Regions from separate parts of the Mus musculus genome. Here all the other regions are linked to region 5. Evidence: chromatin contacts called from public HiChIP or PLAC-seq and promoter capture Hi-C data. All regions are on one chromosome and are shown on one strand. Each heading gives the region's core, a stretch centred on a gene start, on an enhancer-like site or on the middle of the called end of the contact. The rest is flanking DNA. Distances are from core to core; before and after follow the strand shown. Region 1 holds the start of Ptma (prothymosin alpha). Region 2 holds the start of Ncl (nucleolin). Region 3 holds the start of Nmur1 (neuromedin U receptor 1). Region 4 holds the start of Cops7b (COP9 signalosome subunit 7B). Region 5 holds the start of Inpp5d (inositol polyphosphate-5-phosphatase D).

The links. HiChIP or PLAC-seq counts read pairs in DNA pulled down with a chosen protein or histone mark. Capture Hi-C pulls out chosen DNA fragments and counts their contacts.
Region 1: a contact with region 5 is called in a promoter capture Hi-C map of liver, with 4 times the contacts expected there. The contact joins the promoter of Ptma here to the promoter of Inpp5d in region 5. A contact is called at or near these places in 1 of 484 Hi-C or Micro-C datasets (the G1E-ER4 cell line), 3 of 115 datasets of contacts at active chromatin or transcription factors (double positive thymocytes, large pre-B cells and regulatory T cell precursor) and 2 of 9 other capture datasets (adipose tissue and liver).
Region 2: a contact with region 5 is called in a promoter capture Hi-C map of liver, with 4 times the contacts expected there. The contact joins the promoter of Ncl here to the promoter of Inpp5d in region 5. A contact is called at or near these places in 1 of 39 promoter capture datasets (pre-B cells), 1 of 115 datasets of contacts at active chromatin or transcription factors (pancreatic cancer cells) and 1 of 9 other capture datasets (liver).
Region 3: a contact with region 5 is called in an H3K27ac HiChIP or PLAC-seq map of microglia, with 6 times the contacts expected there. The contact joins the promoter of Nmur1 here to the promoter of Inpp5d in region 5. A contact is called at or near these places in 1 of 39 promoter capture datasets (pre-B cells) and 1 of 115 datasets of contacts at active chromatin or transcription factors (microglia).
Region 4: a contact with region 5 is called in a promoter capture Hi-C map of adipose tissue, with 3 times the contacts expected there. The contact joins the promoter of Cops7b here to the promoter of Inpp5d in region 5. A contact is called at or near these places in 1 of 484 Hi-C or Micro-C datasets (B cells) and 3 of 9 other capture datasets (adipose tissue, liver and macrophages).

The regions. Positions count from the first base shown.
Region 1 is chr1:86,524,679-86,529,591 of GRCm38.p6, reverse strand. Ptma (prothymosin alpha) reads right to left here and starts at 3,035. Exons shown (of 5, transcript NM_008972.3): 1 at 2,642-3,035; 2 at 348-419; 3 at 40-136. The coding sequence starts at 2,686.
Region 2 is chr1:86,356,336-86,361,533 of GRCm38.p6, reverse strand. Ncl (nucleolin) reads left to right here and starts at 2,079. Exons shown (of 14, transcript NM_010880.3): 1 at 2,079-2,328; 2 at 3,311-3,427; 3 at 4,082-4,577; 4 at 4,793-4,978; 5 at 5,077-5,163. The coding sequence starts at 2,311. It overlaps C130036L24Rik (RIKEN cDNA C130036L24 gene), which reads right to left and starts at 1,950. Exons shown (of 2, transcript NR_015507.3): 1 at 1,527-1,950.
Region 3 is chr1:86,385,562-86,390,421 of GRCm38.p6, reverse strand. It overlaps Nmur1 (neuromedin U receptor 1), which reads left to right and starts at 2,281. Exons shown (of 2, transcript NM_010341.1): 1 at 2,281-3,109; 2 at 3,709-4,097. The coding sequence starts at 2,281. The coding sequence ends at 4,097.
Region 4 is chr1:86,580,858-86,586,280 of GRCm38.p6, reverse strand. It overlaps Cops7b (COP9 signalosome subunit 7B), which reads right to left and starts at 3,360. Exons shown (of 8, transcript NM_172974.3): 1 at 3,185-3,360. It overlaps Pde6d (phosphodiesterase 6D, cGMP-specific, rod, delta), which reads left to right and starts at 3,496. Exons shown (of 5, transcript NM_008801.3): 1 at 3,496-3,981. The coding sequence starts at 3,932.
Region 5 is chr1:87,617,809-87,623,217 of GRCm38.p6, reverse strand. It overlaps Inpp5d (inositol polyphosphate-5-phosphatase D), which reads right to left and starts at 2,906. Exons shown (of 27, transcript NM_010566.3): 1 at 2,587-2,906. The coding sequence starts at 2,729.

The DNA of each region.
Region 1 (4,913 bases), core at 1,786-4,285, 1.1 Mb after region 5:
AAAGCCAAGGAAGGAACCTGAGAAAACAAGACTACTCACCGTCACCTTCTTCCTCCTCCTCCTCTTCCTCCCCACCTTCTTCCTCTTCTTCATCTACCTCATTGTCAGCCTCCTGCTCCCCATTTTCCTCATTTTGCTTTAACAGAAAACACATCTGCCATTAGCCAGCTCTGAAGCAGGCCTGTATATCTAGTGCACCTTGCCCCTCCCCACACCATACAGCTACCACACCACCTCCCAAACAAAAATCAGACAAGTTCCCTTGTCTGGTCCAACATCCTGAACTAAGCTGAAAATTTAAAAAAGTATAAACTGGGAACACAAGCCCCAGCTACTTGGACACTCACAGCGTTCCCATTGGCAGGTGCATCTCTTCCATTCTCTGCCTCCTCCACAACTTCCTTCTTCTCCTTCAAGTCCTTTAGAAGGAAGAGGAAACCCGTTAGTCTTCAGAACAATAGAGGGCCACCCATCAGCCAAAGTGCTGAAAACTAGACAAAGCTGGTCCACAGGACCAATCTGAGTCACTGGCTACTTGGCCACCCTAGGGTAATGTCAGCATGGACCATAGTAGGTACTCAAGGCCTGTAGTCCAAATCCTATGCTTTCCATCTTCTAGATACATTGAAAACAAGGCAGACTCATGTGTCGACTCAACGCACTCCTCTACCATATGGCATCATAGCCACAAACCCGCCAGGCCAGGCAGACAAGCTCGGGAACTGTAGCCCTTACCTGCACGCCCTTTGCCGCCGGTTTCCAGCTAGAGGGAGCTCCACCCCTCAGAAACCCTTCTTGGAAGGCAGTGGCTGTGTGCCTTAAATAAATAAGGTAGAAGGGAGGAGCCAGTCGACGGTCATTCGCTCAGGAATGGATGGGAGAGTCTGGATGGGGATCGGAAAGCGCCTGGGCATGCAGAAACACCCCCTTCAAGTCACACCAGCCATGCTTGGTACTAGGGACCTCCTGGCCTCCACAGCCCAAAGGAAATAAACTAGCACTCTGGGCCCTGCGGCTTCGGGGCCGGACCACTGGGTAACTTTTCCCACTACGACGGCTGAACGGTCGGCTCGGTCGGGGCCCAGGAACATGGTCCAGCTAATTCCGCCGGTGCACCGCTGGGTTACCTGCCGGCAATGGTGGGTTCGCGCCCACCGGAGGCCTGCCTAGGACCCCACTGCACCCGCTTCCGCCCCCTGGCGGCCGAAGCCCGGGGGAGTGAGTGGGGGCGGGGTGGCAGCGGTGCGCAGGCGCATAGCTCACCCAGCGAACTACGCGCGCGAGCCTCTTGCACGCACCGCGCGCAAAGAGCACGTGGCCCGGGGCGCCAAGTGCGCCCTGTGCCCTGGAGACCCGAGGTCCGCTTTCATCCAGGGGAGCGGAGTCACCCACTGGAGAAAGCCCGCTCCGTGCTGCCCCCTGGGGTCCTGCCTGTGAGGGGCAACACGCGGCTTCCGGCTCCGATTTTGGCGCCAAGCTCTCGCGGTAGGTCACCAGGGACTCGGAGCTCCTCGGCTCCGACCCTCGAGACCTTCGGGGGGGGCGCTCCCTAGGAGCGCTGGACCTCGCGGGAATTCACCTGAGACTCCCGCCGAGGGCGGAGGTGGGACCATGCTTGCTACAAAGTGTTACAGCGGTGGCGGGCATCGCTCCAGAGCGCGCTCTGCACGGGGTCGCACCAGCCGAGGGAGATGGCGAGCCACGGGAGTTTAAAGAAACAAGGCGACTGGGACTGAGTCCCCACTGCGGGACAAGCGGGGTGCGAACATCGAGGTGTTTGAAAGCAACGAGTCCGAACCGAACACGGCTGAGGGTGGAGAAGACTCCACCGGGAGGGCGAGCCCCTGCCTCAGGACCCCAGCCAGGACCGCGGTGCTGCGCGGGCTTCTAGACCGCCACGGCACCACCGCAGCTGGGGAGCCGTGGGGGGGCGTCCAGCCGCTCCGCAGCTTCACTTTCTATTTCCTCCCCCTCTCGCGTGGGCTCGCCGCCCGGGCCCAACCCCGTCAGCAATGACTGACCCTGCGACGAGGTCCGCCGCCGCGGGGACAAACACGACCACCCGCGTTCACCCGTGGCTGCGGACCAGACCCTTAGGTGTCGCGGTCAGAATCCCCCCAGCGCAGCACGCCGCCCCATCCGCGTCATCCCGGATAACCGGTGGCCGGCCCGCTATAGGGCGCGAACCCGGGCGCCTAACAAAGAGCGACTCGGCCGCGGGCGCCCTCAGCTCGCCGGCGCCGCACACGCGCCCCCCACACTTCCGACTGCGGACGCGCCGGAGTTTCAAAGTTATTTCCGTGCGCCGCGGCCCCGCGACCCCGGCCCCGAGAGCGCTCAAACCATTCGCAAACAAGTTTCGAGAATCCGCGTCTCGGCCCTCCCCGTTTGCGTCCGAGTTCCGAGGCGACCCCAGGCCATCGGCCAGCTCCCGACGGCGGCACCAATGCCCGCGCCGCTTCGCGCCCCCTCCCCCGCACACAAAGAGTGTTGCCCGGGGCCATCGCGCCGCTGGAGGGTGGCGGGGTCGCCTGGAAAAGCGTTTGCGTGATGCTTTCCTGAAAGCCCGCAACCACGCGCCCCAACGCCGCCCGGGCGACGGCGCGCAGACCCCGAGGGGGCGGGCGGCGTCCAGCCTCACCTTGGTGGTGATCTCGGAGCTGGTATCCACTGCCGCGTCTGACATGGTGGGGCACGCCGGTGGTCCGATGCCGCGAGTGAGGGAATTAAAAGTCGAGTTCGAGGACTCTGGCGAGAGAGCTGCCGGAGTCCGCGCTGGAGGAGGCGGTGGGCGGCGAAGGTGGCTGCAGCGAGCGCGGAGCACGACCCAGGAACAATGCAAAGATGGCTTTTCGGAGCAGCCAGTGGGGGACTCACGCGGCGCCAGAAGCTTTAATATAGATTAGTGGGCGGTGCTCAGCCACCCTAGTCCCGGCGCTATTGGCTGAGCGCAGGGAGCGGGCGTCCTCTCATTGGCTCGATTCCGAACAATGGGCAAGTGAGCTTAAAGCGGCAGTGCCTCGGCTTGGCGCGCGCTGCGCAGTCCCCCGCCGCACTGTCATTCAGAGTGTTGAATTTTGTTGGGTCTCGCCACGCCGGAGGGGGGTCGCGCGCGTGCGCGCTCCCGCAGCTGTTTTGCTAAGGCCTCTGACGCAGAAAGCTAAAGCGCGGCAAAGCTGCCCGCCCAGCCCCGGTCCTCCCCCTCCCTCGCGACTGCTCGGAAGAAGGAGGGGGAGGGAGGGAGGAGGGGGAGCGGGAGCACTGCCCGCCAGGGGGAGGGGGAGGGGAAGGCGAGCGATGGGCGGCGCTTGCCCCGGGCGGTGTCCCGCGTGGTTCCCGCGCCCGGGACCTGCCCGCACCGAAGAGCAAGTTGTCCCAGTTCAAGTGAACATCAGTCCACACAACGGGGTGACTGTGACTCGCACCTTCCGCCCCGTCCTCCTTTCCCTCCGCCTCGATGACACTAGTGATCCCCACCGCCCACCACTGTCCCGCCGTCCAGGGTCAGCTCCGGAGTGGGCCTCGCGCCCTGCACACTTGGGGGGACTCATGCGAAAGTCCCGGTGTCCTCGAGCGAGACAGGCCTGGGGCCTCACGCCACAAGGCGGTGTCGCGCCTCAGGGCTCTCTGGTCAGCGTCTGCTGTAAGAGGTCACTGCCGTCGCGACAGCTCTTAACATCATCCAGAGCCCCGCCCGGCCATCGAGTTTACCCCTCTCCCCTAACATTTTGCAGGCTCCAGTGGGCATATGAACAGTGTGCAACTGGGAGAAACTTGTCTCCCCGGCCATTAGGACTAGTCCTTGAAGGGGTTCCTTCAAACTTGAGCCATTTACGGTACCACGCGGAGCCTGAGAAAAGAAAAACCATAAAGACGCCACACTCAAGATGGCGTTGGACTCGGCAAGCGTGGCGTGACGTGGCGACTCGGCTCACGCGAACAACTTCAAAATACTATATTACTCCATTTTTAGCGCTGTCTCACTTGGCTGTCGAACTAAGGAATTTGCCCTGTGAGAAGAGCGACCAGAATGGCTATAAACGGGTTCGGAGAAACGACTTCGCCACACTCAAGATGGCGGCAGATAGCGTCCGACTGTGTGTCGCCAGGAGGGGGCGCCCGACACGGAAGGCGGGACTTGGGAGAAACCCGCACACACTGGCTGAGAGTGGCGGGCGAACACAAAGTTGACGCTTTGCGCCCTGCCATTGGTCATTCCTGCTGTCTGTCTCCTGGGGGCCGTGGAATCGGGAGTGAGGAAAACCCGGAGTCTTGAATCGGGGAGGGTGAATGGGTGCCAAGTCCCTTAGAGCTTTGAGGTCGAGGCGAGGAGACTGAACTGCCCTTATGGCTCACCCCCGGCGTTTGGGCCCATCCTCACCCGGAGGCCCCTATGCGGAGCTTGAGGAGAGGAGAGGAACGTGCAGTGTCGGGAAACTGTTGCAGTTGGACCCAGGGTCGGCCCGCGAGCCGCACGTGGCCGGCCCGCATCCCCGCGCGCACGTGCCAGTCCCGCCACCAGCCGCTTGGGCCTGTGTGAGCTTTTCCTTTAAGGAGAAAGCCTTGCCGCCGCCCTTTGGCCTGCGCTCACTCCCGTTGTCCAGCGGTTGCTCCTGTCCTGGCAGCCCCTGGCAAGGGAGGGTGTGAAGGCCCCCGGGGTCTCGCTCTTCTCGGAGCACACTAATGGCCGGAGACGGTTATCGCGCCCCAGCGCCCTAGGTTGCACAAACTGCCTGAGTCCGAACTGCCCCACCCCCGCCAGCGGGCTTTACTGTGATGAGGATATGGAGCTTAAACAGGGAAGGGCCTTTGAGCTGCAGCTGCCCAGACCCCTTTTTTGTAGATAGGGAGGGACGGTGCTTCAATATAAACAGAAAGGAGGATGCTTTCTACCTGGTGCTTATCCATTAAGC
Region 2 (5,198 bases), core at 830-3,329, 1.3 Mb after region 5:
ATACATTTATTAATTTAAAATTTCTAAAGAGCTGAAATAGAACCTGGTACTTGGCTCTATTTGTATAATAACTGGACAGTTACTGATCTTGGTTTTGTGCATACCAGACAGGCACTAACATCCTCACACCACCTCTATCTTATTTTTTTGAGCAGGGTCACCTTTCATGGCTAGACAGGCTGGTTAGCAGATGCCAGGGATCCTCCTGTCCTTGCTCCCTGTAACCCCCAGTGCTGGAGTTGTTAGTTATATGCTGCCACCCCATGCTTTCTACAGGGATATTGGGGATCCAATATGATATGGTTATATTCAATTATAATTTGTATAAGCATCACACATGGATTAGGTGTTGATTCCACAGAAACACCAAATCCTGCAAGCTGTCCCTGCTGCTGGTGCACTCAAACTTCTGTTCACTCCAGTTAGCAAGTAATTTCCAACACTATCATATGCCAGGCAATGCTTTAGGTACCAAGAATAAAGCAGACAACAGTCTGTGCTGTCTGGGGAAGGGGCAAATGAACAATAAATGGCCAAGAAAAGTACTAGGCAGCTGATATCTGAGAGTGTAACTAACCTTGGGTGCAAGCAGAGGTCTCTTAGTGGCACTGTACACCAGAGGGCTGAGGATAGCCCATACAGATAGATTGGATTGACAAAGGAAGCCATGTCACCCAAGTCATTTCACACTCACAGCTCATCTTCTTGTCTCCTCCCGAATGCCTTTAGCTTGCTCTGCTTGGAAATATCTAGAGTCTTCCTCACACCACCCTTCCTACCTCTCTACCCAAGAGTCTCCCTTGGTTCCATAATATACAGTACAAGGTGTGACCGGTCTCGCTATAAAGACAATGCCCCCACACCACAACTCGGGTTCGCCATCTCCTGCCCTGACAAGAGCGCACTGGTGTGTAGCTGTGGCTGCCCTCCACCGCGTTGGGAAGGCCGTAGTAAGTAAGCATCACACAGTGACTATTTCTACTTATCTCCAAAGGCCCGAGTTCAGATAAAAAAACTTGGGGACTCAACACATCCCACTCGCATTAAAATCTCCCGAGGTTGAAGTCAGGTATGATGGCATATGACTTTAATCACAGCACTAGGGAGGCAGGGGGATCTCTGAGTTCAAGGCCAGCCTGGACTACAGCGTGAGTCCCAGGGCAGCCAGGAATACACAGAGAAAACCTGTCTCATAAAATAACATCTCCTAGGTCGGGCCAGGCGTGCCGATACAGGTCGAGGCTAACATGGTCTACATGTGTGCTCTAGGACAGTAAAGAATAAAGTCCTATCTCAACTCCGGACGAAAACTCCACAGGTCATTTCTAGTGGATGTTGTTAGCTGATGAAGGGCGCCTGTGTGCTATGCTTGGAACCAGTTGGTTGCAATCCATTTAAAGCAACGCCAGACAACTCTCTCGTTCCCCCCGCCATGGAGGGAACCTGTGAGCGTGGTCACAGGCGGGCCGAGTACTTCTCCCCACCACACCAGGAAGTCACCTCTCTGAACCTGGAGTTATACCTACCGCGAGAGGTCACCGACATTACATGGATCGCTTGTGCACTGCTCGTACACACACACACGCACAACTGCTTTTATTAGGAGCTCTCAGGAAAGCGGGGACTCGCATCATAGCCAAGAAGCCGTTCGCGACTCCGCGGAGAACAGGCCGAGGCCCGCTCATCAGCCCGAGGGAACCCTAGGCCTTCCGGCGTTCTTCAGCAGGACCACGCGGCGCGGGGGAAAGCACCGAGAAACGCCCAGACCACCTGAGCATCGCCGCCCATGCTGCCTCGGAACACCTGAGGGAATCCGGGCCACGCCGCCACCTACCCGCGCCTCACACACAAGCCGCGCCAAACTCGCCCGTCCCACTGCGCAGGCGTGGGGAGAGCCCGGCGCTCAGGAGCATTCAAAGGACCCGCACACTGACCAGTCAACGTCCGCCTGGGCCCAAACGAGTCCCGCCCTCAGGAGCAGACGTCAGGCCCCGCCCCTAAGAGCCCCGCCCTCGTCAAGCCTTAGGCCCGCCTCACGCTGCCCCGCGTTAAGGCTCGCGGTTGGCTCCGGGGACGGACGCGAGCTCTGGTTGGTGGAGCCGAAGTCACGAGGACCCCCTTCGTCGCCTTTCCAGAGGCGATTACTGGGCAGGCTCAGTCTTTTGCCTCAGACGCTAGCTGTAGCTGGCAGGCGGTTGTACGTGCTCCAGAGTCGTCGGTACCCGCTACTGCAGTCGCTTTCGTGTGGCTTCCGCTGAGCTCTTCCGAGCTGCTCGCTCTCCACACGCGCCGCCGCCGTAATCCGCCACCATGGTGAAGCTCGCAAAGGTAAGAGGCCTTGGCGCGCCGACGCGGACGACTAGGCCCCTGCTTTCGGAGGGACGCGCGCGCGCCCGCCCGTCCGTCGCGGAGGGGAGGAGGGCTTGCGCGCAATCCCGGGCGCGTTCGAGGGCGCCATGCTGGGGGGGAAAGTCTCGCGCGACTAGCGGGAGGTCTCGCGGTGCTTGCCCTCTGACTTAGGGGGATGAGAAGAGCGGAGGCAGGTTTCCGGGAGGGCGATATCGAGGGTTCGGATGTAGCGGGCGGGAGGGGACGGTGTGAGGAGAGATCGGAGGAGCTGAGAGCGGATAGGGGCACGGCGTGGGAAGAGAGGGCCAACCTTAGGCGGCGAGCGGTCCCGGGGCCCCGCCTCCCCGCGCACGTGCTCTGGTGCGCGGCCCGCCACGTGCTCTGCGGAGCCCCGCACGTGTCGCGCGACCCGGGGCAGTGGGGGAGTGTCTGTAGTACCCCGGAAAGGGGGACGGCAGCGTGGGGATGGATGGGTGGCCCGGCGATCTGCTGTCTCTGCCGGTGACCGGGATGGACACGTGGTGGACCCCTGAGGTGGCGGCGTGGTGACTCCACGTGGTGGGGCTGGAAGCGAGAGAAAGTGGGAAGCAGTTGGGTTACGTGGTGCTGCTTTAAGAGGTGATTTCGAGATACCCCCTTCCCCAGCAAATAACTTAAAGGGATCCCTTTAACTGGGTTTTTTTTTTTTTTTTTTTTTTTTTTTTGTGGAAGATGCCAGAAAATAGATGGCCACGACTAGGAGACTTTATAACCTGTGGCTGTTTCTTGGTGTAGAGTTCTGTCTGCTCAGTTATCTGTGAGAAGGAAAAAAAAATTATGCGCGGTTCGCAGAAAAAACTGCCAGGAGAATGCCATGCCTGGCCAAGAAGAAGTCTTTATGCTTGTGTCCTTTAGTAAGAAAAAGGTGGTGGCCAAAGGCAAAGTGACTGAAAATGCGTGCAATTTTTGTGTGCGTTTGTAGGCTGGCAAAACCCACGGTGAGGCCAAGAAAATGGCTCCTCCTCCAAAGGAGGTGGAAGAGGATAGTGAAGATGAAGAAATGTCAGAAGATGAAGATGACAGCAGTGGAGAAGAGGAGGTAAGAAGCTATTTGCAGCAATAAACCGGTGGAATTGAATGTCTGGAAGTCTTAGAAATACAGGATATGTAGTAAATGGTTGAATGGCAAGCCCCTTCCTCCCTCCCTCCCTCCCTCCCTCCCTCCCTCCCTCCCTCCCTTCCTTCCTTCCTTCCTTCCTTCCTTCCTTCCTTCTGCAAGACAGTCGGCAAAACAGGGGACAGAAACAGGCAGAATTTTGAGTTCCAGGCAAGCAGGGAGTAGTACATAGTGAAACCTTGTCTCAAGACCGTTGTTATGGTCATGCTCAATCAGATTTCTTAGAAAAGCTCAGGTGCTGAGTCCAGTTTTTTTTTTTTTAAAGTATTGAAAGCCATGTCTCCTTATTTCAGGGTTTAATGTTTATCTTTGTGTGTGCGCGCACCCATTAAGCATGCTTGGTACCCTCATACTAGAATGTACTTGGATCCCCTGGAACTGGAGTTAAAGCCACATGTGAATGTTACATGTTACAAGAGTAACACATGTGCTTAACTTTTGAGTCATCTCTCCAGTTCTTGGTTGTTTGTTTTTTTTTTTTTAAGCCTATCTAATGTCCATTTTCTTGTGCTCAAAGTTAGTCTCTTAATGTAGCATTGGGTATAAAGGAATGCTTATGATTTGTTTGCTTTCAAGGTTGTCATCCCTCAGAAAAAAGGCAAAAAGGCTACCACAACCCCAGCAAAGAAGGTGGTTGTTTCACAAACAAAAAAGGCTGCAGTTCCCACACCAGCTAAGAAAGCAGCTGTGACCCCAGGCAAAAAGGCAGTAGCCACACCAGCTAAGAAAAACATTACACCAGCCAAAGTCATTCCAACACCGGGTAAGAAGGGAGCTGCACAAGCAAAAGCGTTGGTACCAACTCCTGGTAAAAAGGGAGCTGCCACTCCAGCTAAGGGGGCTAAGAACGGTAAGAATGCCAAGAAGGAAGACAGTGATGAGGATGAAGATGAAGAGGATGAAGATGATAGCGATGAGGATGAAGATGATGAGGAAGAGGATGAGTTTGAGCCACCAATAGTAAAAGGAGTGAAGCCAGCAAAAGCAGCTCCTGCTGCTCCTGCCTCAGAGGATGAGGAAGATGATGAGGATGAAGATGATGAGGAAGATGATGATGAAGAGGAGGAAGATGGTGAGTTAGATCTTAGGATATTTAGGGTACTGCATGTACATTCCCTCACTGTTTCATTAGATTAAAAACTCATTTTGTGCTCTTAGTTCTTTCCATAACTTAATAGGTTTTCATTTGCTAAGTAGTTTTTGTTTTTTTTAAGTATTTGTAGCATTTATCTTGTCTGGATTGGTAGGTAGCAAATACATTTGCCTGATTTGCCATCTTTCTTCCAGACTCTGAGGAAGAAGTTATGGAGATCACAACAGCCAAAGGAAAGAAAACTCCTGCAAAAGTTGTTCCTATGAAAGCCAAGAGTGTGGCTGAGGAGGAGGATGATGAGGAAGAGGATGAAGATGACGAGGATGAGGATGATGAGGAAGAGGATGACGAAGATGATGATGAGGAAGAAGAGGAGGAAGGTAACCATATTAACTTTTAAAGTATGCTGACCTAAGTAAGGCTTACTGGCTATGCTAAAGTGTCTGCTTACTCATGAATGGCATTTTAAAACATCTAGAACCTGTTAAAGCAGCACCTGGAAAACGGAAGAAGGAGATGACCAAGCAGAAAGAAGCCCCTGAAGCCAAGAAACAGAAAGTAGAAGGTAAGCCTGCAAAACTGGGGAAACAGATCAGAGTA
Region 3 (4,860 bases), core at 1,032-3,531, 1.2 Mb after region 5:
TCTGGTGTGTCTGAAGACATCAGCAGTGGGCTTACATATAATAATAATAATAAATAAATCTTAAAATAAAACAAAAGAAGCATTCTTCACATACTGTGAGGCTATAGCAATCTGGTTTTGAGTGACACTGAGCCTTGTCATGACCAATCTAGCCCTACTTGGTCCATCTGCAGCGGAATAGGAAGCTTTCAAAATTCTTTCTCCCAAGGGCTCTGAAAAATAAGTGCCCCAGAGTTCCCAACAATCTTCTAAGCCAGGACTGTTTATAAATGAAGTTCTTAAGAAGCCAGGGATTGAGGGGGGCGGAGCAGAGGAGGCAATTTCATGGTGAGGAGATACTGGGAAGCTGAGGGGACACTGAAGACAGAAATGCAGACGGTGAGTGTGGCTATGACACCTGACTAGGCTTTTGTGTGCTCCTTTGAGTGAAGAAGTGGGTCGGGACAATGCTCGGGGAAAGAATCGGTGTGGGAGGAGGTGCTGAAAAGAGAGAGGGCGATTTCCTTGGAGGAGACTAGTGCTTGGACCCCGGGGCTGGAAACCCCTTATGAGACTGTGTGTATTGGGGGGATTGCTATCCTGTGAGTGTACAAGTGGAGTCACGGGGATGAGACTCTGTAGGCTGCTGACTTTCAGGGGCTTAAGGGGTGCGTAAGAAGGTTGTCTGAAAATGTGGGTCAGAAAGAATTGCAGGACACGGAACAAGTCCTGCTCAGTCGGCGTGCTGCAGGTGGGGACAGCATTTTAGACCCAAGTCTCACGGACTTCCTCTCTCTGGCTCTTTTTTTCTTTTCTTCTCACCTGTAAAATGGGATTGTTGTCTAGAAAAAGAAGACACTCTCAGCTCCGGGTGATTCCAACAGCTAGCTAGTATGGTTTGGATGCAGGTAGAGTCCTTTGGGAGTGGTCCTAAGTACTCCAAGCTCCGGGGTCAGCGTTGCCCTCTAGTGGCGATTTTGTGAACAACAGGCGAAGCAACCAGGAAGGCGGGGAGGGCAGCCTCTGTCAGGTCGCCTTCAGCTCAGCATCTATCTGTCAGTGGGAGCCAGGGCGCACAGGACCTCCTGGGCAGAAGGCATGGTAGGTGAGCGGGATACGGGCCCTGACAGGAGCGGCTCTCAGAGTGAGATGGGTGGAAAAACTCTGTGAGACATTTGGGGGTTGTGGGAGAGACCTCTCAGTTAGTCAGTTTATTTCTGTCATTTTTCTGATGACTGTCGTCTCAGCGCTGCTCTCTTGAACCTGGGCTGTCACCTGCCCATCCCCAGCTCCTCTCCGTGAGAGTTCCGAGAGTGAGAACTCCAGGTCTAGTAGGTGCAAAGAATATAAAATATTTAGACTGGGAGTGATTCAGGTGACAGAAAACAGAATCAAATTTGGGTCAAAGTACAGTTTTTTAGCTTTTTCACTCCTTCACTTAACCCCTACGGTGGCTTTCTCTTCACACCAAGGTCACACACAGCGTTCTGTATGTCAGGTCTGCCATGTGTCGATGCTTTTTGTGGATTAAATACCGGGATCTTGCACCTGGAGTTGGGGAGGTCAGGTCTGCCCTGGCAGTTGCTTTAGGAGCCCCGGCTCTTTAAAGACCAAGCAATACTGCAGTTGCACCCACTTTTCTGAGGTCCACATCAAGTGGCTCTCCTGAAGTCTGTCTTAAAAGGGAGACAGCCAAAGGAGATAGCCAAGCGTTCTTGGAAAAACCTGGCATTTCTTCAAAGATTCCAGTAGATTGTAAAGGGCCAATCTTATCATTTAAAAAGTATTTCATTTGTGTGTGTGTGTGTACTTGTGCATATATACTGTTTGCATGTATGTGTGTAGAGGATAGAGGATAACTCTTTGTTGTTGTTGTTGTTGATTGGTTTTTTGTTGTTTGTTTTTGTTTGTTTTTTAGACAGTGTCTCTCTCTGTAGTTCTAACTGTCCTGGAACTTGCTCTGTAGCCCAGGCTAGCCTCAAACTCACATGAGACCTGCCTGCCTCAGCTTCCTTCGCGTTGGGATTAAAGCTGCGCACTACCACTGCCCGGCCAATTTTATTATTTTCAAGGTTTGCACTCCGGATACTCTGTAGTTGAAATGCACTTTAGTGGGTGGCAGATGCTTTCTTTCCCAGTGGCATGTGACTAATCAGTCCTCTACAGTGTGATAACTTAGGACAGAGCTGGGATTACCTAAATGACTTCTGGGTATCTCCCCCTTCTATCCTACAGACTCCTCCCTGCCTCAATTGTTCCATCTTTCCTGGAGCGCTCTCCCCAAATGCTTCAAGGAGCCCCCTGGTCTGCAATATCAGTGAGTTCAAGTGGCCCTATCAACCTGAGGATCTGAACCTTACCGATGAGGCCCTGAGGCTGAAGTATTTGGGGCCACAGCAGATGAAACAGTTTGTCCCCATCTGTGTCACGTACCTGCTGATCTTCGTGGTGGGCACTCTGGGCAACGGGCTGACCTGCACCGTCATCCTGCGCAACAAGACTATGCGCACGCCCACCAACTTCTACCTCTTCAGCCTCGCTGTGTCCGATATGCTGGTGCTCCTGGTGGGCTTGCCTCTGGAGCTTTATGAGATGCAGCAAAATTACCCGTTCCAGCTGGGTGCGAGTGCCTGCTACTTCCGAATACTGCTCTTAGAGACCGTCTGCCTAGCTTCAGTGCTCAATGTCACAGCCCTGAGTGTGGAGCGTTATGTGGCCGTGGTGCGCCCACTCCAAGCCAAGTCTGTGATGACACGGGCCCATGTGCGCCGCATGGTGGGGGCCATCTGGGTCCTCGCTACTCTCTTCTCTCTGCCCAACACCAGCCTGCATGGCCTCAGTCAACTAACTGTGCCCTGCCGGGGGCCGGTGCCCGACTCAGCTATATGTTCGCTGGTGGGTCCCATGGACTTCTACAAGTTGGTGGTACTGACTACCGCACTGCTCTTCTTCTGTCTGCCCATGGTCACCATCAGTGTGCTGTATCTGCTCATTGGGCTGCGGCTGCGGAGGGAGAGGATGTTGCTCCAAGTGGAGGTCAAGGGCAGGAAAACCGCAGCAACCCAGGAGACCTCCCACAGAAGGATTCAGCTGCAAGATAGGGGACGGAGACAGGTGACCAAGATGCTGTGTAAGTCATTGTTGAGGAGAAAGCTGAGCTTCCTCCAGTCTGGGGAAGGAATTGAGCTTCCAGGGTATTGTTTGCTTGCTTGCTTGCTTGTTGTTGTTATTGTTTTGAGAAAGGGTTTCAGGGCTGGTGAGATGGCTCAGCAGGTAAGAGCACTGACCACTCTCCTGGAGGTCATGAGTTCAAATCCCAGCAACCACATGGTGACTCACAACCATCCGTAATGAGAAACTAATAATAATAATAATAATAATAATAATAATAATAATAATAATAATAATAAAACAAAAAAAACCTATGGGCCAGACTTAGCAGGGACCAGAGCAAGTGGGGCTTGGGGTGGAGGGAGCGAGGCCAGAGAAAGACAGAAAAGGGAAGAGGGAAAAAAAGAGAGAAGGAGTTTCTTTGTGTAGCTCTGGCTGTTCTAGAACTTGCTGTGTAGACCAGAGATTCACCTGCCTCTACCTCCAAAGTACTGGGATTAAAGGTGTGCACCACCACTACCTGGCTCTCCTGTCTGCTTTTCTAGGACCGGAAGATAGTGAGCTGTAGATGCAAACTCTAAGCATGATGAAGATCAAATCTCTTCTCTGTCCTTGCAGTTGCACTGGTTGTGGTATTCGGCATCTGCTGGGCTCCATTCCATGCTGACCGTATCATGTGGAGCCTGGTGTATGGACACTCAACGGAAGGCCTGCACCTGGCCTACCAGTGTGTCCACATTGCCTCTGGCATCTTCTTCTATCTCGGCTCAGCAGCCAACCCGGTGCTCTACAGCCTCATGTCTACTCGCTTCCGAGAGACCTTCCTGCAAGCCCTGGGCCTTGGAACCCAGTGCTGTCATCGCCGCCAACCCTATCATGGCTCCCATAACCACATCAGGTTGACCACAGGCAGCACCCTGTGTGACGTGGGCCACAGGAACAGCAGGGACGAACCTCTGGCTGTGAATGAGGATCCAGGGTGTCAGCAAGAGACAGACCCCTCCTGAATAAAATTTGGAAGGAGCCTTACCCACAAGGCCAGAGGGCCTCAGAAAGTCTGGGGAGCTACAAAAGTGGTTTCTGCCCTGCCCACATATTTGAGTATTGAGGGAAACAGTAAGAAAAAGAGAATTGAACCCCAATTGCCCCCATTGAAGGCCTGAAACACTGGCTCAGCAGTTAAGAATGTTTGCTGTTCTTCCAGAGAACCTGGGTTCAGGTCTCGGCACCCTCATGACAACAGGCCATCCGACACTCTCTTGGCTTCTGACGGCATCTACCACATGCACATAGCACACACCCATGTATTAGAAAGACCCACGCTGAACCAAATATATGCTGTATGTCCCTCCAGACCCCATACCCCTAAATTCTTCTCCACAAAACTGTCACAGTTACCTAGTTACCTGGGGCTCAGCCACTATTCCTCTGGGGATCCCTTCTTCCTCTCAAGTTCATACGTGTTTCCATTGGGACCCACCTGTCATCCTGGTAACTTCCGAACCTCCATAGACTCTCTCTGCCCCTCCCCAGCCCTTGTTTTGTACTTGAGACCGACTTCACACCCTGACAGTTCCTGGCTCTCATTCTGCACCGAGATTCGGGCCTGATCAAGCTGTCAGGTGGTAGGGGTTCCCAGGGATCCAGGGGACCTGGACCTGACCTCAGCCTTTGTCACCATGTTTCCTTGTGGCAACAAGCAAATCACCCTGGCTTTCTAAGAGGCTTTGGTTCCTTGCTTGCAAAAATAAAAGGTGTGCTTGCTTGCCC
Region 4 (5,423 bases), core at 2,111-4,610, 1.0 Mb after region 5:
AAGGCTACACAGGGAAACTCTGTCTCAAAAAAAAAAAAAAAAAAACCTAAAAAAAATAAATTTTTAAAAAATAAAATGGAACTAGAAAGATGGTGCAGCAGTTAAGTAGAACACCTGGGTTCAGTTCCCAGCACACACATAGCAGTTTACAACCCTCCATAACTCCAATTCCAAGGTATCAGACATGGTATTCTTCTGACATCCAAGAAAACCAAGCACACATAAGATGCACATACTCACATGCAAGCTTAACATTCATGCACATAAAATTAAATAAATAAATCTAAACTTTTTTTAATCTGTACTGGGGATGGGAGTAGTGGTGTGGTAAAGCTCTTGCCTAGTCAGCCATAGGAAAGGTTCTGGGTTCAATTCCTAACACAGATACAACAAATAGATTAATTTACATATCAAAAGACACAAGTAGGAGATGAAGACCTACCACACCCTTGGAAAAGATATTTGCAAAGTATGTGTCAGAAAAAGGAATCAGTAAGACTACATAAAGAACTGCAAATCAGGGGACTGGAGAGATGATGGCTCAGTGGTTAAGAGCACTGACTATTCTTCCAAAGGTCCTGAGTTCAATTCCCAGCAACTACATGGTGGCTCACAACCATCTGTAATGAAATCCAATGCCCTCTTCTGGTATGTCTGAAGACATTGACAGTGTAGTCACATATATAAAATAAATAAAATTTTTAAAAATAATTACAGCCGGGCGTGGTGGCGCACGCCTTTAATCCCAGCACTCCAGAGGCAGAGGCAGGCGGATTTCTGAGTTCCAGGACAGTCAGGGCTACACAGAGAAACCCTGTCTCAGAAAAACCAAAAAAAAAAATTACAAATCAGTAGGAAGACAAATGCCTAATTTCAAAAAGTAGGCAAAAGCCTTAAAAAGTCACATTGACACAAAGACCATTCAAGGTTAAGGTGGACAGCATCAGAAAAATAGAAATGCATACTTTAACGAAATACCGTGTTTAGCCAGAATGACTAAAATTATAAAGACTTATGATAAATATGCAGGGTTAACAAGAATGAGCAACAACTAGAACTTTCCAACACAGCAGGCAAAAGCCTCAGTTCCATGATCACTTTGAAAAACTAGCACTATCTACTATCACTGACCATGCATATGTTCTACAAGGCTAACAACTCTTTTCCTAAAATCTGCGCAAAGTGTCCACAAAGGAAGCATACAAGAATGCCCAGTTCAGCCGGGCGCACGCCTTTAATCCCAGCACTTGGGAGGCAGAGGCAGGCGGATTTCTGAGTCCGAGGCCAGCTTGGTCTACAGAGTGAGTTCCAGGACAGCCAGGGCTACACAGAGAAACCCTGTCTTTAAAAACCAAAAAAGAAAAAAGAAAGAAAGAAAAAGAGAAAGAGGAAGAATACCCAACCCAATTCATAACATATCTCATAAGATAAAACTCAGATCCCCATCAACTCTCTCAGAGATGAACTGTGACTATACATACAACTTGCCATTGGAAAAAATGCTACAAACACATGTCAGCTATATGCCGCACATACTGCATAATCACGTATAAGTGAAATCCACATACAAATTCAAATACACATAAAATATCCACATAGCCATAAAGCCAGGAAACAAGTTGATTGCCTGCAGATATGCGGATGTATTATGGTGGAAAAGGGCATACGTGGTAGCTGCTGGGAAGGCTCTGCTTCTTGATTTGGGTGATACTTATGGGTGTGTATATCTTCTCTCACCCAATGTATGGCACATCTCATTAACAAAGATAATTCAGGATTAAAAAAAAAAATTAACATGAGGGGAAAATCCTCAACCTCTGAGTAAGAGGTTCTCAGCCTTCCTAACGCAGAGACCCTTTAATACAGTTCCTCATGCCGGGCGTGGTGGCGCACACCTTTAAGCCCAGCACTCGGGAGGCAGAGGCAGGCGGATTTCTGAGTTCGAGGCCAGCCTGGTCTACAGAGTGAGTTCCAGGACAGCCAGGACTACACAGAGAAAAACCCTGTCTCCCCCCCCCCCCAAAAAAAAAACAACAAAAAACCAATTCCTCATGCTGTGGTGACCCCCATCCCTAAAATAATTTTCATTGCTACTTCAGAACTGTAATGTTTCTACTGTATGGATCATAATGTAAACATTTTTGGAGATAGCGGTTTGCCAAAGGGATTTTTGACCCACAGTTTGAGAACCACTGCTTTAAGTTCAAATGTCATTTCCACCATGAAGTTTTGCCAGCTGTTAAAGGCACGTCACCAGAACCTCTAAGGCATTCTCCACTTGATCTTGACTAAAAGGCCAACAAGTAATCCTCTGTGGCATTCTGATATCTTTTCTTTTATGCCACTTGTCAACTCCATCTTGAATCTCCTTATCTCCCTAATCAGTTATGTATCTTCTGAATAACAGTGGCCTATCTTTTACTTAATTCAGTACCCAACCAAAACCAAAAACCAAAACAAGGTTTGTTGAGTTACTTGGAAGAAAAACAAACAAAATGGGTGGGTGATCAAATGGGTGGAGTGGGAACAAGAACAGGAAAGAAGGCCAGAGGAAGGACACAGGCGTCTCCAAGGAAACAGAGGGTTAAACCAACTTTATCTACTTTCTGGGGGAAAAACAATCATTAAATGTCAACTTGAATGTCAAAAAAGCAAATAAAAATAGCAAGACCTATCTAGTCTGAGGATAAAGGACTGTCACACCAGCTCCTTTCAGGAAATCCATGAAATAAATGCTTTCCTATTTTCTGGGTGTTTCAACACTAGTTCAGAAACTGTTCATTAAGGAGAAAAACAATCACATTGCCATGCTTCTAAAAATATTACCTCCCTAGTGTAGTGTAGATACTAGATGACAGGTCAGTAGATGTAAAGCCAGATTTTAACTGTGTCAATTTGCTGTGCTCTCTGGCCAGTCTCTGCCTCACCGGGTCTCTATTTCCTCATATTTAAAAACAAAAGATAAAGAGATTGGATTGGCAAAATCTTTTAAGTCTTCCTGTACTAACATTGAGTATAAACAATCTTTAGCTCACCCAGTCCAAAGCAGAAATATAACATAAACCCTGCAAAACAAGTAAAAATGAACTCCAGACTAATAAACTAACACTATTTGAGGAGGTCATTTTGTTCTGTTATCTCTCGTGGCTTAATATGTGGTTTTGTTGGTGGTTTGCAGTCTTACCATGGTTTGCAGACTCCTGAGTTCCATGTAAACAGAAGTTAACTGTCGGTGGGTTGTCACGTCTCCGGGGTAAAAGAAGACCTTCCTGCTGGGTTTCAAGTAACAGGATTCAGAAACCAACCCCATAGGAGGATTTCAAATATGTGCACACTGCTCGGCACACTGGAACCCAAGTTAAAAAGATGGAGCGCATAGTATGCTGGGACTTGTAGTCCCTGGCCTCTAATGGTGCGCTGGGATCGCCTGTGCTCTCTGGGATGCTGGGAAATGTAGTTTCTGCCACCTTGTACAGTGCAGCCTGCCATAGTCTCAGACCACTAGTGTGCCCGGCAACAAGAGCAGGCATCTCAAACGCCTCTGAAGATTTCAAGCCATCGCTCCTCTGGGACAAACTCTAGGCAACAACACGAAAGAAAATTCTGTCCTCCGGGACTCTCCAAGAGGGCCTTTCCCACTGACGCTCTCCGTCCCCGAGCGAAGCCGCTGAGCGTTGCTATTGGCTACTCAAGATGCCAATCGCCAAGGCTGGCTTGTCATTGGTTTCAAGGCGGGAGCTCCACGACTAGAGGGAAGGAGAAGGGATCAGGAGCGGGAGCTGAGGGGAGGGAGAGGCCGGTTCGGGTCTGGCCGCCACCGCTGTTCACCTGAGGTGTCCGGCCGGGCTGCGGCTGTCCTCGGTTCCTGGGTACCGTCTGCGAGGCCCCGCGGAGCCAGCGTGGGAGGGCCGCGGGCGGCAGGCGCCGCATCATGTCAGCCAAGGACGAGCGGGCCAGGGATATCCTGAGAGGCTTCAAACTGTATCCGCCCGGGAGCAGGGGCGGGGCTGGGAGGAGGCCGTGGCTCTAAGGAGCCAGGCTTTGGCAGGGGCGTCAGGTGGGCACCGGGGAAGAAGGGCTACGAGAAGGGGCAGGAAAGGAACTGTGTGCCGGGCCCCCGGGAGGGACCGCGAACGGGAGGCAGGCACAGGGGCACCCTGAGGGAGAAAGGGGACGTTGATGGAGCCTGGGGGGGGGGGGGGGCGGGGGGGAGGATGGAGGTGGAGGAGCCCCGGGACCTGGCTACTGCGAGAAGAGTTCCCATTTGAAATTAGGGTCCTGAAGGCCGGGAGGCCAGAAGGGGGCTGCAGTCCCCACGCAGAGGCTGAGGGAGTGCAGCAAGCTGGCCTCCTAGCCTGCCTAGGAGCGACTTTGGCGGGAAGCCCAGGGTGGGAGCAGGAGAAAGTGACTCCAAGCAAGTGACCTTGTATGTGGGGGATAATGTACCCCATCCCACCCCACCACACACACATCCGTCTTGTTTTCACAACTTTTCTTCCTCACTTGTGGCTTCTTATAGGGCTGGAGTAGTGGAGAGGTGGGGAAAGAGAAATTAAAGACGGACCCCATCTTAACACTTTGTTGGCCTTTGGAGCATTAACATCTCAAGTTCTCTTTCCAGCGAGATGAGAAATAGGAGGTGTGTGAGATGCATGAGGTACTTTGGTTTTGAACCGACTCCCGGCAAAATTATCTTTGGCATTGCTGAGGTTAACGCTTTATTATGGTGAAGCTGTTCACAATTACTTGATTGTGTTGAGGACACCATATGATATCAGAATTCGTTGTTTCGGTGGACTTGGTGTTGAATGCCTGTGATCCCAGTACTTGGGAGATGGAAGCAGGGGGATCCAGAATTCAGGTCATCCTCAGAGTTTCATAGAGTTCAAGACCAGCCTTAGTTATAGGAGACCCTGCTTCAAAAAGGAAGAAAGTGAGAAGCCAGAGGAGGAAAAGAAACCATTGCTTCAGGCCTGTTGTAGCTACACTGTGACTTTTGCAACCTCTTTATATAGAGAGAGAAAACTTCGAAGCGTTTGTTTTATTTTGGAGACAGGGTCATACAGTGTAGCTCTGGCTGACCCAGAACTTGATGTGTAGACCAGGCTGTCTACCTGTCTCTGCCTCCTGAGTGCTGGAACTGTTAGAACTCAGGGTGTGGCCAGCACCTTCAGCTAGAAGCTGTGTGTTTTGATGGACTATTTGTCACCATAAAATGCAGATGAAATATATTCCAGTTTTACATTCTGTTGACCTTAATCTCTGCTGTACAATATGGAATATTCCTAAGTGCCTCCCTTTGTGGGATGTAACCATCATTTACCCAGCTCCTGCCTCTGGAGGTTTAGGCTTCCCTAAACTGGTTCTCTGAACAACCTGTTGCATTGTCTCAAGACCTGTTTCACATCTTCCAATATCTAATT
Region 5 (5,409 bases), core at 1,657-4,156:
TGTCATGTCTAGTCAAATCTCAGAGCAGGAAGGTTCTCCTCACAATGCTGCATTCTTCCCAGAGGGCCAAACAAACCCAACACATGCACTGGGCCCCTGTTGGTGTCCCTTCGGTCACAAGAAGGAACATGGATGGAGTCCCAGCGGCACCTGACCCACAGCTGCCTGCCCCAGAGCCCACACAGACTGGCTGATGTCCAGCAAGACACCACACGTGCCAAATCTATCACTCCTGAAACCAAAGAGAACTCAGCTGCCCTGTATCCCACATGTACCCCATGCCCCATCTCTCCTTCACAGCCCCATCTCTGACCTCGACCTTGTTGCTGTCCTACAAGCTGCTGACTTATCTTCTTGGGCAGGAGCCTGGACTCTGGCCAGGGCAGATGGCGAGGGGGCAGCGATGAGGTGGGGGAGGTTCCATCATCCACAGAGAACAGGAGAAAGTAAGGATCTAAAGTTTGTTTTTTTCAGGAAGTTAAGTCTCTTTGCATGAAAAGGCAGGCTTCTAACAATTTTTCAAATTAAAAAGTATGCCTGTCCTACATTTTTTGTTTTTTTGTTTTTTTTCGAGACAGGGTTTCTCTGTGTAGCCCTGGCTGTCCTGGAGCTCACTTTGTAGATCAGGCTGGCCTCGAACTCAGAAATCTGCCTGCCTCTGCCTCCCGAGTGCTGGGATTAAAGGTGTGCACCACCACTGTCCTGCCTTTCCTACATTTTTAGGGTGTGTGTGTGTGTGGGGGGGGTCATTATAGAACACTGAGGTTGTGGTAGTCATTCCTTTAGTTTGAAAATCTCCGTGTCATCTTTGCTTTGCTTGGACTTAAGACAGCTGAGGCAGGGGAGTCAGATGAAGAAAAAAGGCAAGGTCTGTGTTGCCCGAAGGTCCTCCAAGATCCCTTGGTCTTGGCTCAGGCTCCTTCTGCTCTGACTCCAGCCTTCCAGATGCTGCCAGTTTAGCACAAGAGAACCCATACCGTGGTGTGCATTTGTAACCAATGCATACAACAGTCTCTCAGCCCATAGCCAACTCCCAACAGAATTGCCCTTGGCCCAAATCCCACTGGGACAGAAAAAAATATAACTGGGTTAGTAGAGTCAGGCTGAGCTTGTGACACACTGAAAAGTACCTTCCTGCCCTCTTTCCTTTCAGGGCCTCTCACTGGTAGATTCCCCAAGAGACAGTGCTTTGGGGAGGTCCAGGCCACCTGCAGTGCTTCTCCTGAAATATGCTGGTGGGTGTGCAGGAAGCTGGCTGCTAACTCCACCAGCACAAGATGCTCAGCCAGCCGTGAGCCTGTACGGGCTTCTAGTGCCCCTGCCCCCAACTCTGTGAACACTCTAGCTCCTCTTACTTCCATTCAAGTCCACTGGCATGCCTAGCCTGATGGTGGTAGGAGGTAGGCAGCACAAGCTAGTGGTCTCTGGGAGCAAATGACCGACCTTATCCTCGATGTTTGTAACCTGTCCAGCCCTCATGGTCCTTAATCGCAGGTCTAGGTGTTCATAGAACCCACACTCCTGGCTCTCTTGAAGATGAAACTAGCCAACAAATGCCTAGCACAGCAGGTCCCAACATGAGTCAGAGCTCAGAACAGTCTGTGGTCAGTCACCCACTTCCCTCCTGCATGAAGATTGGGGGGGGGGCAGCTAGCTGCTCTGAAAGATCTTTCTCTCAGTCCAGGGACAATCTATCAGATGGTACCTGTGCTGTTCAAGTAGGCACACCCTTCCTGACAGTGTTCCTGCCCTGCTCCAGCCTGAAGCCTGGACAGGGTCTGACCACAGGACTATAGGGGTGGCGGCCTTCCTCAGAAGACGCTAGACGGACGGAGTGTTAAAAAGGAACCTTCAGCAAGTGGCTGTTTCCTCTGTTGTTAGGATAACCAGCATATTCAGCAACATCTTCACACTGGGCTGTGGGGGGGTACCAACGGGGGCAGAGACCTGGATAGGGAGGGACATAGCTGAGTGCAAGGAGGGACAGAGACCTACTCAGAGAGCAGCTCTGTGGCTTCCTGTGTCCTTGCAGCCTAGAGTAAAATGTGTACACGAGGAATCCTATCCTGATTAAATGCACCCCGGACTCAGCTCCCCAAATAGAATTAGCTCTAAGACCACATACTAGCAGGGTGGAGGAGGGGACCCTTTTGCCAAGGTTGCCCTTCACTGAGTCCCTGACTGACGCTTGAGCTGACCAAAATGCATTCCAATACACCCTCCACCAGAGAGGCCTGAGTTTCTTCCTGACTCTGTCCCTGCTCCTGCCACAGGAACTCACGGAGACCCCTGGCACCACAGGTCATGGAGGGCTGCAGTATAGGGGAGGCCCAGAGTCACTCAGAGAGCCCTAGCACCACACAAGCCTGTCATGACACAGGCTCCCTGAACTCGAACGCCAAGGTCCAAAGTGGGCCTCAGATGCTGCCCCCCCTTCTCCCCTCCCCACAGGGCAACGAAGTGCCAGTCACGTCCCACCATCCTATGACATAAACCTAACTCAAACTCCCATTACAGGGGTTCCCCCTTTGGATCCACACCTCAGTGGTCCCTGGATCTGACAGTTGGGAGGAGACGGGTACTCACAGCACGCAGAGTGCGTAGGCCCGGGGGATGGACTCGCTGGCACGCACAAGGAAGCTCCCGTCCTTGCCGGCTCTGGAAAGTAGCTCCTCTGCCTTGGAGCGGGTGATGTTGCCATGGTTCCACCCAGGGACCATGGCAGGCATGGGTCTCCTGGACTGGGTCAGCAGCCACTCCCAGGACGGACACTCCAGCAAAGTAGTTCAGGGCCCTCTCTAGGCTGAGACCTGCCGCCTGTTGCCTCTCAGAAATTGCCTCTGCTGCTCCTACCAGCTTAACTGACTGACTTCCTGTTTCAGGCACTCAGCGAGGGAGAGGAAACTGAGCTGCACAGAACTTCCTCATTATAGAAACCAAGTGGGGGGGGGGCATCATCTACCTTCCCACCCAGCCAGCACTGGCTGCCTGCTCCACCCTCTCACTCACTGGCTCTCTATTTCCCCTGAATGGGACCTAACCTCCAGAAGCGTCCATTATCAGCCGAAGTTCCACACGAGGGACGCAAGGGCTCTTTTAGCGTCAGGTTTCATGGCTGACTTCTCAAGCCTGGCCCAACATTTGTGAATAGGCCAAAGGCATGGCTCTCAGAAACCTTTGCTGATGTCCACAAGGGTGGTCACAGTTTTCCCCAGCGCCACCCAGCATACTTGTGATGGTGAGCTTTAACTGTCAACTTGACACAACATAGGATTGCCCAGGAAGAGAATCTCCATGAGGGAACGTCTGCATTGGGCTAGCCTGTGGATACATCTGTAGGGGTTGTTTTAATGAAGCTAGTTGATGTCAGAAGACCCAGCCCACTGTGAGCAACACTATTCCCTAGCTAAAACAGTCTGGTTTGGCCCCTCTGGACCTCTGCTGGGCACCTGGGGCTCACGGAAGGGCTTACATGTCCCTATGGTGCAAGCTGGCCACTTTGGTGATATATGTTACCGCGTTCTGCACTGCAGAAGCCCAAATGGCCAGTCAGGCTATTCCCTCTGTGGCTAGACATGGCTATGTTTGCTCACCCCTTAAAGGTCACCGTTCAGTACTAGCTGAGTTCTGCAGGTACTAAGGTAGCCACTGTCCCTTTGATCCCAGAGCTGGGTGACCTTGTTCCTCAGGCCAGGCCCACCAAGGGAAGTGCTGGCTTACGGCAGAAGTGGTGATTGTTCACTCCTTCATCTGAACCTTGTCACGTTAGATGTGACAACAGACCTAAGCCAGGCACCCCCCTACACACACATGCACGCACATACTGGAGCTTGGTTGAGCTTATCGCTCTCAGCCTCAGTTTTCTTTAGACTGCAGGGTGTAATTCAGAAAGGAGCTCTGGTGTGTGGAGGACATGGGAGCTGTGTTGATGTCATCCATGGCAGGAGCTTGGGGCCTGCAGGGCACAGCTGGTGGGAAATCTGAGAGTGGGTAGAGTACTCCAGCCAGGTCCTGAGCCAGAGGGAGGGGACATGGTCTCGACAAGAGCTCACGTCTACATTCTGATTTTGCCACCTGGAGGCTGAAGATGTTAACTCTAACTCTACAAGGGACCCTTCATGGAGTCCTCTCAAGTTCACAGTACCCCATGCAGCCCTCCTTAGGAAATCTCTGTCTAACACATTGTCTTAGTCAGGGTTTCTATTCCTGCACAAACATCATGACCAAGAAGCAAGTTGGGGAGGAAAGGGTTTATTCGGCTTACACTTCCATACTGCTGTTCATCACCAAAGGAAGTCAGGACTGGAACTCAAGCAGGTCAGGAAGCAGGAGCTGATGCAGAGGCCATGGAGGGATGTTCTTCATTGGCTTGCCTCACCTGGCTTGCTCAGCCTGCTCTCTTATAGAGCTAAGACTACCAGCCCTGAGATGGTCCCACCCACAAGGGGCCTTTCCCCCTTGATCACTAATTGAGAAAATGCCTTACAGTTGGATCTCATGGAGGCATTTCCTCAACTGAAGCTCCTTTCTCTGTGATAACTCCAGCTGTGTCAAGTTGACACAAAGCTAGCCAGTACAATTGACCCCTTGTCAACTTGACACACAAACACATCACTAGTAAGCCTCAACCCTTACAATCTTATTCATCCCCATTCTAAATAACTTTAAAAGTCCCACAGTCTTTACATATGCTTAAAATTTCAATCTCTTTAAAATATCCATCTCTTTTAAAATCCAAAGTCTTTTTACAATTAAAAGTCTCTTAACTGTGGGCTCCACTAAAACAGTTTCTTCCTTCAAGAGGGAAAATATCAGGGCACAGTCACAATCAAAAGCAAAAGTCAATCTCTAACCGTCCAATGTCTGGGATCCAACTCACGATCTTCTGGGCTCCTCCAAGGGCTTGGATCACTTCTCCAGCCAGGCCCTTTGTAGCACATGTGTCATCCTGTAGGCTCCAGACGCCTGTACTCCACTGCTGCTGCTGCTCTTGGTGGTCATCTCATGGTACTGGCATCTCCAAAACACTGCATGACCCCTTCAGTCCTGGGCCATCAATTGCAACTGAGGCTGCACTTTCACCAATGGCCTTCCATGGCCTCTCACAGTGCCAAGCCTCAGCTGTTCTGCTCAACTCCTTCATGCCTTCAAAACCAGTACCACCTGGGTGACTCTTACACATTACCAAGTCCAGCCACAGCACAAGGTACAACTTTGGCTATATCTGGAACACAGCCACTGTGCTCTCAGAAAACACCTCCCAGAAGATGTCACCTCAATGATGCTGGTCTCTTCTTAATCACCGCTAATTTCTTAGCTCCAGCTAACCAGCATCAATAGTCCCAGTAATGCAAAGTTTTTGCTTTAGTAGTTCTGGTATCTTGTTAATCACAGCTGATTCTTCAGCCC